2 separate regions of the Zea mays genome follow, and region 1 is linked to region 2. Evidence: chromatin contacts called from public Hi-C data. All regions are on one chromosome and are shown on one strand. The core of a region is the stretch at or near the end of the contact, and the rest is flanking DNA. Distances in the headings are between cores, read along the strand shown. Region 1 holds the start of LOC100383424 (TIM-barrel signal transduction protein). Region 2 holds the start of LOC103628194.

What was found. Hi-C and Micro-C count contacts between places; a contact is called where the count stands out from the background.
Region 1: a Hi-C map of ear shows a contact between it and region 2, with 4 times the contacts expected there. The contact joins the promoter of LOC100383424 here to the promoter of LOC103628194 in region 2. A contact is called at or near these places in 13 of 25 Hi-C or Micro-C datasets (bundle sheath, ear, endosperm and 6 more).

What each region holds. Positions count from the first base shown.
Region 1 is chr5:51,710,583-51,716,138 of Zm-B73-REFERENCE-NAM-5.0, forward strand. It overlaps LOC100383424 (TIM-barrel signal transduction protein), which reads right to left and starts at 3,997. Exons shown (of 9, transcript NM_001176076.1): 1 at 3,592-3,997; 2 at 2,336-2,986; 3 at 1,902-2,108; 4 at 639-854; 5 at 354-555. The coding sequence starts at 3,696.
Region 2 is chr5:51,568,434-51,573,715 of Zm-B73-REFERENCE-NAM-5.0, forward strand. LOC103628194 reads right to left here and starts at 3,995. Exons shown (of 6, transcript XM_020538379.2): 1 at 3,506-3,995; 2 at 3,064-3,196; 3 at 2,724-2,827; 4 at 2,177-2,321; 5 at 1,936-2,076; 6 at 1-1,812. The coding sequence starts at 3,546. The coding sequence ends at 28.

The DNA of each region.
Region 1 (5,556 bases), core at 2,747-5,246, 140 kb after region 2:
TAAAGTGGATTGCACACCTCATCCCAATGGCTTAAGCTTTTGGTTCATCTGGATGGTGCATGAAACATAACAAAATGCACCATGGGTCATTGAACTTTTTCCTTATTTTCTCATGAGTCCATGAACTCTCAAAGTGATCATCTACTTCAACTTTTCAAGTGGTTCATTTGAAGTGTGAATTCAGGTTCATGATTGACATAAAGTGAACTTAAAATGAACCACTTGAAAAGTTGATGGACCTAGATGATCATTTTGGGAATTCATTGACCCATATGAGAATGCAATAAAAGTTTAAGGACCTATGGTATGTTTTACAATTTGTTTCCTAGATTCAGGGGGTTAAATATACTAACCTGGTTTTGCATCTGGAAAATCCACAGGAGTTCTCCATATAATAGAACTATCTGAAATTTTCTGTCCTGAACAGGATTTTCCAATATTAAGATCTTGCTTAGGTTGGGCTGAACTAGAGGCCTGTACATCCATACTCAAGAATGCATCTACCAATGCATTTGCGAATTCAGGGTCATTGATGTGGTAAGGAAACAGCTTCACCTGTCGAGAAGCCAACAAACTCCGTTCACCTAAAGACACCCTAAAGATGCATTAGCATTGACAATTATGAAACATGGAGTAACCTCTCGAATATCGGTTCTCTGTATAAGGGTGTTTAATTCACCCAACAGTGTAGATGTAGCTTCTGGATCATAGAATGGCATTCCTGGAGCATCTATTGCAGATATGCCCTTCTGGGGAAGGCAAACAGTAACTTTGGATGAAGATTTGTTTATTTTATCAGCAATGAACCTAGCAAATTTCTTGTTCTCTTCCACAGTCGTACGCATCAATGAAACCTTCAATATGTACACGATTGTTACTGATGGTACAAGAAATAGAAAACAAGCAAAGTACTTGAAATAATAAAAAAAACTCAACCAACCTAGGAGGAACTAAGTGGCTTTGCTTTTTAATTAAGAAGAAATAGACACTAAGATTCACCTCGACGAGGACTTGAACCGGAAAAATTGAACTAGACTCAGCTCCTAAGTTCTTTGAATAATCGAACTACAATGTGCAGAAAGGTTCATGTACATGCAATCATGCATTTTTGGGTTTTAACAGTCAATGTTTGTATAAATTTCGACCGGATTCTTTAAGAAATGGCAGATAGCTAAGAGAGCCATTAAGACAACTGATAAGTTGAAAGATACACCCCTGATGGCAAAACACTAATGAAGCGGGGCTAGCTTAGTTGGTCAAGGGTGTGGATATATGTCCAGACCACGCAGGTTTAAGTCCTCACCGAGGAAAATTTGGGTGTCCATTCTCTTTCTGAATAAAATGCCACCTAGTTCCTCCTAGGTTGCTCTAGTCTATTTGTTTGTGGCAAAGCACTATCTTGACATCGTTATGCTTTGTGTAACTTCATTCTGCACAACCAAATCCCTAAAGATAGTGGTTCAACTATCTGTTGTGGCAAAGCACTATCTGTAGATACATACATGGAAATTTTGGAAAAAAGATGAAGGATTTACTTCCTCTTATCCCAAATATATGTTCATACGACATTGACACAGTCTGCAATACGTCATTTTGATTAAGCATCCCAAATAGAAATAATTGTAAATATGGAAATATTTTTTCATTATAAAACTAGTAATGTCAACCTTATGTTGTCAGTCTATATGACTGTTTAGCTACTGGTAATCAAAGATAAAAAATAATCTAGGAGTTAAGACACCTAAGATGGGCCTATATTTGGAATCACAGATAGTAAAAATTACTGATAGTACTCCCTCCGTTTCTTTTTAGTTGTCGCTGGATAGTTCAATTGTGCACTATCCAGCGACAACTAAAACGAAACGGAGGGAGTATCAATTAAAAACTATTGATATGCTAACCTGCTCATTATGAACATGAATATTTCGGTCTGCGAAAGCAAGAGGAATTGTATCTCGAGCTCCAAAGTTTACCATATCCAAGGCTCCAACACTAAGAACAAGAGGGATCTTATTCTCTATAATTGCATCAAACCTGGTCTCATCACAAGCCATGATGCCCCCTACAATATGGTCTGCAACTTCTGTTGTTGTTACATCCAACACGCCCTATATGCATTCAAATATAAGTAATATGAGAAACTCTAGAGACATGAGAAGAAGAGGAAAACCACTATGTTCACTAGGAAAGTTCAAACATTACAACACACAAGGAAAATGAACTAAAATAAATCCTATCTTAACTAGATTGATCTGAGTATCAGGCAGGAAAAAAAGGAAAATAACAACCATTACATGGGGACAGAATATAAAGAGCCAAGGATCCAACACATTACCTGTATAAAACCACCCCTAACTAGGTCTTCCATTGCTTTGCCTCCTACACCTGTGGCATGGAATATAAGGGTCTCATAACCTTCTTTGTTCAGTCTATCCTTGACCGCATTTACACATGGTGTTGTAACACCAAACATAGTAATACCAACAGTTGGCTTTGTTGACGTTTCATCAGACTCATTGGACGCCGACAAGATTCCATGTACCATTCCAGCAAAAGCTGCTGCAGCATTAGATAATATAACACGACTGACACTGTTTATTCCACAGATGTCAACAACCGAAGGAAACAAGACCAAATCAGATGTTTCAACATAAGGTGTAGTGTGACCACTGGCAACAGTAGATACAATAAGCTTAGGCACTCCAAGTGGCAACAACCTCAGAGCAGGAGCAATTAGTGCAGTTCCTCCACTGCCTCCTAAACCAACAGCACCCACCAGCATACCACTGTCATATCTTTTTTTAAGGAAGCTCTGAAGAGCCTTTGACATGAGTGCAATTGCTTCACCTCTGTTATCTGGAAGATTATGTTGGTCAACACCCAAATGACATGAAAGAATTGTATTTCTAGGGATAAATATGATGTCTTTGAAATCATTTGCCGTTGTCTTTTCAGTTGTGGAGACATCCACTATGCTCACTTGAACCTGCAAAACCATCCCAAATTCCCAACACATGTTAGCTGAATTTCATTAGATAATTCCTGACCTGGAATACTGCAGCTGTAAGCCTATAGCTGAAAAATAAATGGCAAAGGTGCCAACAATATTGCATCTCTTGATGGGAGATAGCTAAATTAGCCCTATTGATGGGAGACAGATCGCCTTGTTACACTAAAACTCATAAACCTATCTTTAGCCCTTGATCTTACTGCCTAAGAACTATACCTTGCCAATTAGAATCATATGTGGAAGAGCACGTAAATTTGAGTTCCTGCACTGCAAGTTGCAACCTTACTATTCGACCAAGTTCCATTCCTGCATCACAGCTAATTGGATACACGATGTAGGAGGTACTCAAAACAACGGATACCATTCCATTTAATTTCCTACTACGGCCTCCGAGAATAAGAAAACATTATTCCAGAGATAAATGAGGTCAAATAATGAAGATTTGCGAACCAATTCTGGCATCAAGCATAGGACTAGGAGCAACACTGCCCCCAGAGCAGTTGTAACTCTCGACTACTCCACAGGTCCTACTGGAGGACGAGGGAACGACAAGACGATGCGAAGACTGCGAATGGGTATACCTTCGAGTCGGAGCCAGAGGCGGCGAGGGCGGAGCGGAGTTGCGCCGCGAGGAAAAGCAGCTCCTCAAACTTGGTATCCGCTGTTCCGATGCAGAGCACCTCCATTACTTCGCACCTGGATGGAGCAGAGCGGGCGAGATCTCCCCGGGCGTCAGCCGGTGGACGCCGTCGCCCAACCCTAGCGTCGGGCAGGGCCTGACGGGTGGCAGACGTGTCCGGTAAACACGCTGGGCGGAGGAGGTGGCCGGATCCGGAGACGCCTTCGCGGGCGGCGGTGGCCGTAGGTGGGCGGGGAGATGGCCGTAAGCGGGCGGGGGAGGTGATCGGAGCCGGAGACGCTGGCGGCGGGCGGAGGAGGTGGCCGGCGGCAGTAGTTGAGAACTCTGGTCCAGATGGCTGTACGTAGGACTGTAGCCTGTAGGAATGACGGTTGAGCGGTGATTCGGTGAGGTGGACACGACCACTCAGCACCAGTCGCAACGACTTCATTGACTTTTGGCTCTATGGGGATCCAAAACGATCCTATTTTGATTACGAGCTCCCTCCGTTTCATATAACGGCATATAAACCTCATTTAATATTTTTACGAAAATTAATTAAAAACAAGACACAGGCTTTTCTGAAAAAATTTGCTTTTGCATGACTCTCAATACATATTATATTTTAACTGTATTTATTATCTAAAAGATCAAAGTTATATCATACAACCTATTAAATCCCGTTTGAATCCATCAGGTTTGTTAGAAATTGGTTTCCAAAGAGACCAAAATTTTATTCAGTTTTTAAAACTAGTTTCCTGGTTTCTTAGAAACCAAGAATCTGATCACCTCAGATAAAACCAAATTTTGAATGGTTAATTATGTGCTACCTTTATGAGAAAGAAAATACTCCTTCTCGAAAGGAAATCGTGAGTCGTGTGTGTGTCTTCTTCTCCACTATGATTCGCCGCTGCAATTTCTGGGAAGGAAAATCACGAACGCCGGTGTGGGGTGCCGTACCCACCTTGCGTCGTGATCCCTTCATGTTCCAGGTGCATCATGAGTCGCTAGCTAATACTCCGTATTACTAATAATATAATAAAATCTTGTACGGTCGCGAGCAAAGTAAAATGCGCGGGAACTGACCCAGAAATCTTTAAACAAAGAAAGGGTATAGAGACCAATTTTAAAAAACTACTAGATCAAAACACGTTATTCATTTTTTCTTCTAAAAGCTAGTTTCTAGAAAATAAGTCTAAGAACCAATTTTAAAGAAACCGGAGTGTATCCAAATAAAATCTTATTTGTCTTTTGTACTTGAAAAATCGACTAGAGTCTTAGGGTTGCACACGCCCTAGGTCACTCTAAACGTTAAATCGGACTCATTTAGCTTTGACCAAAATTATTATTGAAAAGTACATTAAATTTACGTTATCAAACTAAAACACTATTAATATATTTTATATTATATCTAGTGGCTTAATATTATAAATATTTGTTTGCTTTTCTATACATATAATTAAAGTTAGAAAAGTTTAATATAGAGTAAAATTCAATTTCAAACTTTAAACTTGTTTGGCTGTGTCAACCAGTTCCATAAACTTTTAAAATATGTCTTTTAAGGATCCAATCTTTGGTCAGAATTCTATTATGTCCTAACGGATTGTTGTGGTCTACATGTCAGTTGTCGTGGTCTGTTGGAGTGGAGTTGCGCCGCGAGGAAAAACAACTCCTCAAACTTGTTATTTGTTGTTCCTATGCAGAGCACCTCCATTACTTCGCAACTTGATGGAACAAAGCGGGTGAGATCTCTCCGGGCGTCAGACGGTGGACGTCATCGCCCAAACCCTAGCATCGGGCAGGGCCTGACAGGTGCCAGACATGTCCAACAAACGCGCTGGACGGACAAGGTAGCCGGATCCAAAGACGTCTAGGGGACTGTGGTGGACGTAGGCAGGCGGAGGAGGTGGCTGGAGCCGAAGACGCT
Region 2 (5,282 bases), core at 2,745-5,244:
ACAAGCCAGAGATCATGTTATGCCACCTCAAGCCTTCCTCAGAGCCTTGACCCGAGCAGCCAATTCATCGAAGTCTGGCATTTTTGGGTGAACATGCGCACTCCTAGGACCTTCCGGCTGAAGTGATGTGCATCGAGCAGGAACCTTCGCATCTTTGCTCGGGCCAACAGATTCAGGTGGTAGCGAGATAGCTCTACCCGTGGGATGCAAGGAAACCTTCTGCGCAGCATCTGTATGTGTTTCATTGTTGGTCAGATCCGAACCTTTCTTGCTATAGTGCATCAAAAGCTTGTCCATCATCCTTTCCTCCTCATCCATGTCTCCACCGCGCCCGCTGTTGTGTCGCATCTGTCCATTTGCATTTCGAGGCAAGAGATTACCACAATCAATAGCAGTCTCAGCTGCTTCAGGTTGCATACGCTGCATCAACCTGCCAGAGTTGTTCTTGTGGTTTAAAGCTCCATTCCTCCTGCCTACGTGCTTTGATTGGCTACTTGGAGTTATCTGAGCATTCGTCTCGCTACCAACATCATCAGTCCCATTACATTTCCGGTTCTGGTCATCTTTAGCACCATTCCTCCTGCTTGAGTGGCTTCTGTGACTTTTGGGTGTTTGGCTTGTGACCTTCGCATTGTTAGGCACCTCAACATAAGCATCAACAGGTGCTGGCAGCTTTGCAGTTCTCCTTCTGACAGAAACAGGTCGAAGCACATTTTTGTTTTCCAAGTGATCAGTTTGTCCAGGGATGTTGGGCTTTCTGTAACCACTTGGAGTTTGCTTTTCAGGATCATCATTCACAGGTTGCATGTTAGACTTTGGTTCAACATAAGGAGGCAGCATAGTAAGTGCCCTCTCTGGGTCTCCTTGTCCTTTCTGCACCGGGTATCCCAGATCAGCTAAATGTTGCGGTTTATCATGCAAGAAACCATTGTTTGCTTGTTTCTCAGTAGGATTCTTTATGTTTACAGCATTCAGCTTAGTGTAAGGAGCCTTTTTTCTAGTGTTACCACTAAGAGGACTCACTGGATGTCCTTGATTCTCTAGGCCCTGAGCTCTTAGCCCTGAATCTGCATGTCCCCCATTGTGTTCAGAACCACCAGGCAAACGTGAACAATGAAGGACTTCATCATTCTCTTTTTCAATATGGAAATCTCTCACGGCCTCATTTGGCTTGACATTTAGTTGAACTGTTTTGTTGCCTTCTGCTTCGGGAAATCTGACTGCGCCAAATCCAAATTTTGGTAGGCCGTTGAGATCAAGTTCCACTGCCTCCATCAGCTCCTTTTCCAAATGGCGGACAGCTCTTCTGTTAAGCTTCTGAACATCTTTTTGGGTCCTGTTAGTGTCCACAGGAGACACTGGTTTCTGCAAATGTTCCTTCTCATCAGACACATAAGGTTGCTGCTTCCTCGAATTCTCATCAATTGTATGATGTGCATCAGCAACAGACTGAATATCTTTTTGGACCAACTGTATCTCCACTTTCTCGGTATGGTGTGCAGGTTCAGCATCATAGTTTCTTTTACCTGGAACATTCTCAGTAACCTTCTGCTTGTTGGATGAAGCAGTTGCTAGTTCTATGGGCTTGGTTGAGTAATTCTCAAGCATATCCTTATTTTTTCTTTCACATGGAGCATCCCCATTGTACTTTGTCTTGTCAAATAAAGACATTGCTGGTTCTGTTGGCCTTGTCAAACTCTTCTCAAGGATATCCTCTTGTTCTTCACATGAAGCATTCTCGACACATATCTGCTTGCTCGATGAAGGCATTGCTAGTTCTGCTGGCTTCCTTGAACCCTTCTCAAGCATATCCTAAGGGAAAGTGTAAAACACATTAAATGATTTCAAGTTAAGGACATTTTAGTGTGCCTACATCACAGTTCATGTAATAAATTTGTTTTGGAAAAATAGGTAATAAATTTGTGGAGGACTTACATGTTCTGTTTGTAGTGAGGCCCATAACTTGAGTTCCAATTCCTTGGCATCAAAACTGACGGATAATTCTTCAGCAACACTTTGCATGACTTGGAACCTTTCCTCATTAGTGAACTCTGTACTGTCAAGTTTCCGAATGAACTGCAGACAGAAGGATCAAATTATAATATTGTGTGTAAAGCAAAGGACCACAAAAGCATAAGACAATTCAATAACAACATATTAGCATCATATTGCGTACCTCCTGGCTAACAAAATGCTCAACAAAATTTCCATATCTTTCTGTGAATATGTGCCTTAGGTCACAAAGTTCAGGTAAATCAGGATAGCGAGCAGCAGCAAATATCAGGGTTGAGACAGCTTCCCTGAATTCTGGGGGGCAATCCCTGTTTGGAAAGAAAAAAACACAAAACAAAATGGGTTCATTGTTTGAGCATCAGGATAACGCTTTTCTGTTTGCACTCTTCGCACACTACTAAAGGGTAGTTGGAAGCTTGGAATTCACTAACTGAACTATGAGAGTATTTTTACTAACACCAAACATACAAGCAGAACCATTATGAATGCTAGCACTATTGAACTACTGTCTTGATTACTTGACAAAATGCATCGCAGCCGTCGGCCCCGGCGGACATGGGGTGATATGCCATAAGGCTCATAACTATGTAACCAACACTCATGCCCATTAACAATGTGTTTTGTGGATTAATTTCATAGTGCTACCGTCGTCGAAAACAGAAGCGAGGAAACAAAACCGAATTTTAGTTGAGCCGATTGGATTTATTTACCTCTGCTTCTGAAGGCTTCCCAGTTGCTTCCCAATGTAATGACAGAATCCTTCGATCATATCATAGCAAGAAGCATGGTTCAGCTCAACTAAGAGGCCATCTATCTGCATTCCAAATTGCAATTAATGCCAGGAAACAGAACACCCGAAGATCAGCAACCAGCAAAGATCTTGAGCCAAAAAGGTGCAAAGGCGATTGTAAAATATAGCAGCATCCATGAATTAAACCCCTAGACAAAGACTCTCCTACTCGCTTTGTGCCCAGAACAATAAACATTCGCGACTCTAGTGCTATGCATACGCAACGTTGAACAACAGAGAGCCCGGGTGGAGAAACATACCCTTCGGAAGGCGTGGGTGTCGAGGCCATTGGCGAGGAGGTCGGCGACGTCCTTCTTCAGGAACCGGATCATGGCGTGCTTCTTCCGCCTTATCAGAGCCATCCGCGTCCGGATGCATTTGAAGGCGTGCTTACTGCATCCGTCGTGGAACAGACAAAACAAAAGATTAGTTAGCCCAAGCCGCTTTTCCCGTTCAGGTTAAACAAATCGTCGCGGACGTGGGGAAGGGAAAACCGCATTCAGCATACCATCCCATCGTCCCAGAGAAAGAAACAAGAGAGAAGAACTGACAGCGAAAAGAAAAAGGAATCCAAACCCAGCGAAGAAACTACCCAAGAGCCGAGGAACAGCAGGCGCGAGAAGGAACGAATCCAACTGGGACCGTGAACAGAGCGAGCGGAGCACCAAGAAACCTGAGGAAGAGGAGGCAATCTTTGGGTACCATTTGTTGTAGAACTTGGAGTTGAGCAAGCTGTCGAACATCTTGCCACTGCTCCGTCGGACTCCTCCCTCCCCTCCTAGCGCCCTCGCCCTCCCCCCTCTCGCTTCCCCTGCGCTCCGACCAACAGACGAAGCGAAGCTACCAATGGCGTCGCCAGGGCATGAGGAGCGGGAAGGACGAGGAGGGGAAGGAGGGGAGTGGGCGGTTGGGGGAGGCACGGACCACGTAGTGGAGAATGGAGATGGTGGTGGGCAGACTCTACTCTGCCAGGAGGAAAGAAACAGAACGGACGTGCGAGCGAGCTGGTCGTCGCGGCGGCGCGGCGACGCGAGGCCAGGTGGAGGCGAGAGGGGTTCGGGCAGTTGCCGTCCGTCCGATTGGAGGTCGACGAACGGGAATCGGGACGGCGACGGCAGAAGCGGAACAAAGCAACCGCCTCTCGAAATTCGTATCTGCCCTTCCCTAAATCCTAGCAGTGGCCCGTTGCGGAATCCTTGCGAGCACGGAGCACCAGCTGGCTTTTTAAATTGCTACCATTTTTTGTGTGTGTATATCGTATAAATAGACATTGATTAAATAGATATTTATTTAAATATAACTATATTTTTTCATTTTCCAATTTATAGTATCGCATTATTAAAGACAAACACACGCGTGTCCTATTAGTAGACACCGTGGTGCTGTTTGGTTCAACACACACGCTGCTGCTTCGTAGAATCTCTGTTTCAAGCGGATAATGTATAACGAAAGTGATTACCACAGGGAACAGCAATGATTTTGACGTCCCGCATGGGATGACAGAAGTGATTACCACAAATGGTTTTCACGTGCCCCTTCTCAGTGGCCACTGGCCTCACCCTCATCATGCCCGCCTTTTTTTCTCCCGTTGGACAGGCAAGGGGCGTGCAGACGTGCAGTGCAGAGCCGGAGGAAAAAAAAAGCTTCCATTCCATAAGAACAGTAGGCGGGAACAACGTTTGGCTACCTGATCCATCCAGAGACATTTATGATTTGTGGCATCAGATTCAGCAGCAAATCAGTTGGTCGCTTTGGTTTGGGCATGGACATGCACATGAATACATGATGGGCTGAGCTAATCTTCTAAACTGTCACCAGCCAAACCTTATTTTTCTTTGTTATACTCCCCACCGTTCCTTATCTCAAGGCCACAAAGGTTTGTTTTAGATCAAAATTTACTTTGACCATTAATAACAAAATATTTATAAACATTGACTAAATAAAAATAAACTATTATATTTATTATTAAAACATCTAGCATAGTATATAATTTCTTTAATTTAAAAATAATTACTTTTATAGATATTATTGATCAAAGTTTCAAAACTTTGACTTGGGACAAACCTTTATGTTTGCACAAGTCAGGTCATGTCTGTCATGATGGGGGCGTGGCGAAGACTGATCGGTTCTCTTCCCAAGTCTCTGAACATACGAGACGTTGCCGGGTATTAGTATTACCGACAGAACCGGATTAACAATGGCAGATGATTAATTCAGAAACCAGATGCTTGTGCCGGCGAAGTGGAATCCCCAAGAATGCCATTTGGAATGTATGCATGGACACATTGCATTTGCTAGTTTGTACAGTCGTATACAGAACTATTTATTTAAAATTATCTACACTTTCTTTGCCATTCTGGACCTTCAACGGAATACATGCGGAGTATAAAAAGTTCACAGACCACAGAGGCCAGATGTTTGCTTGTTCACGATCGTTGACAAATTCCACTAATTAAACTGACACCTTGTAATCTATAAG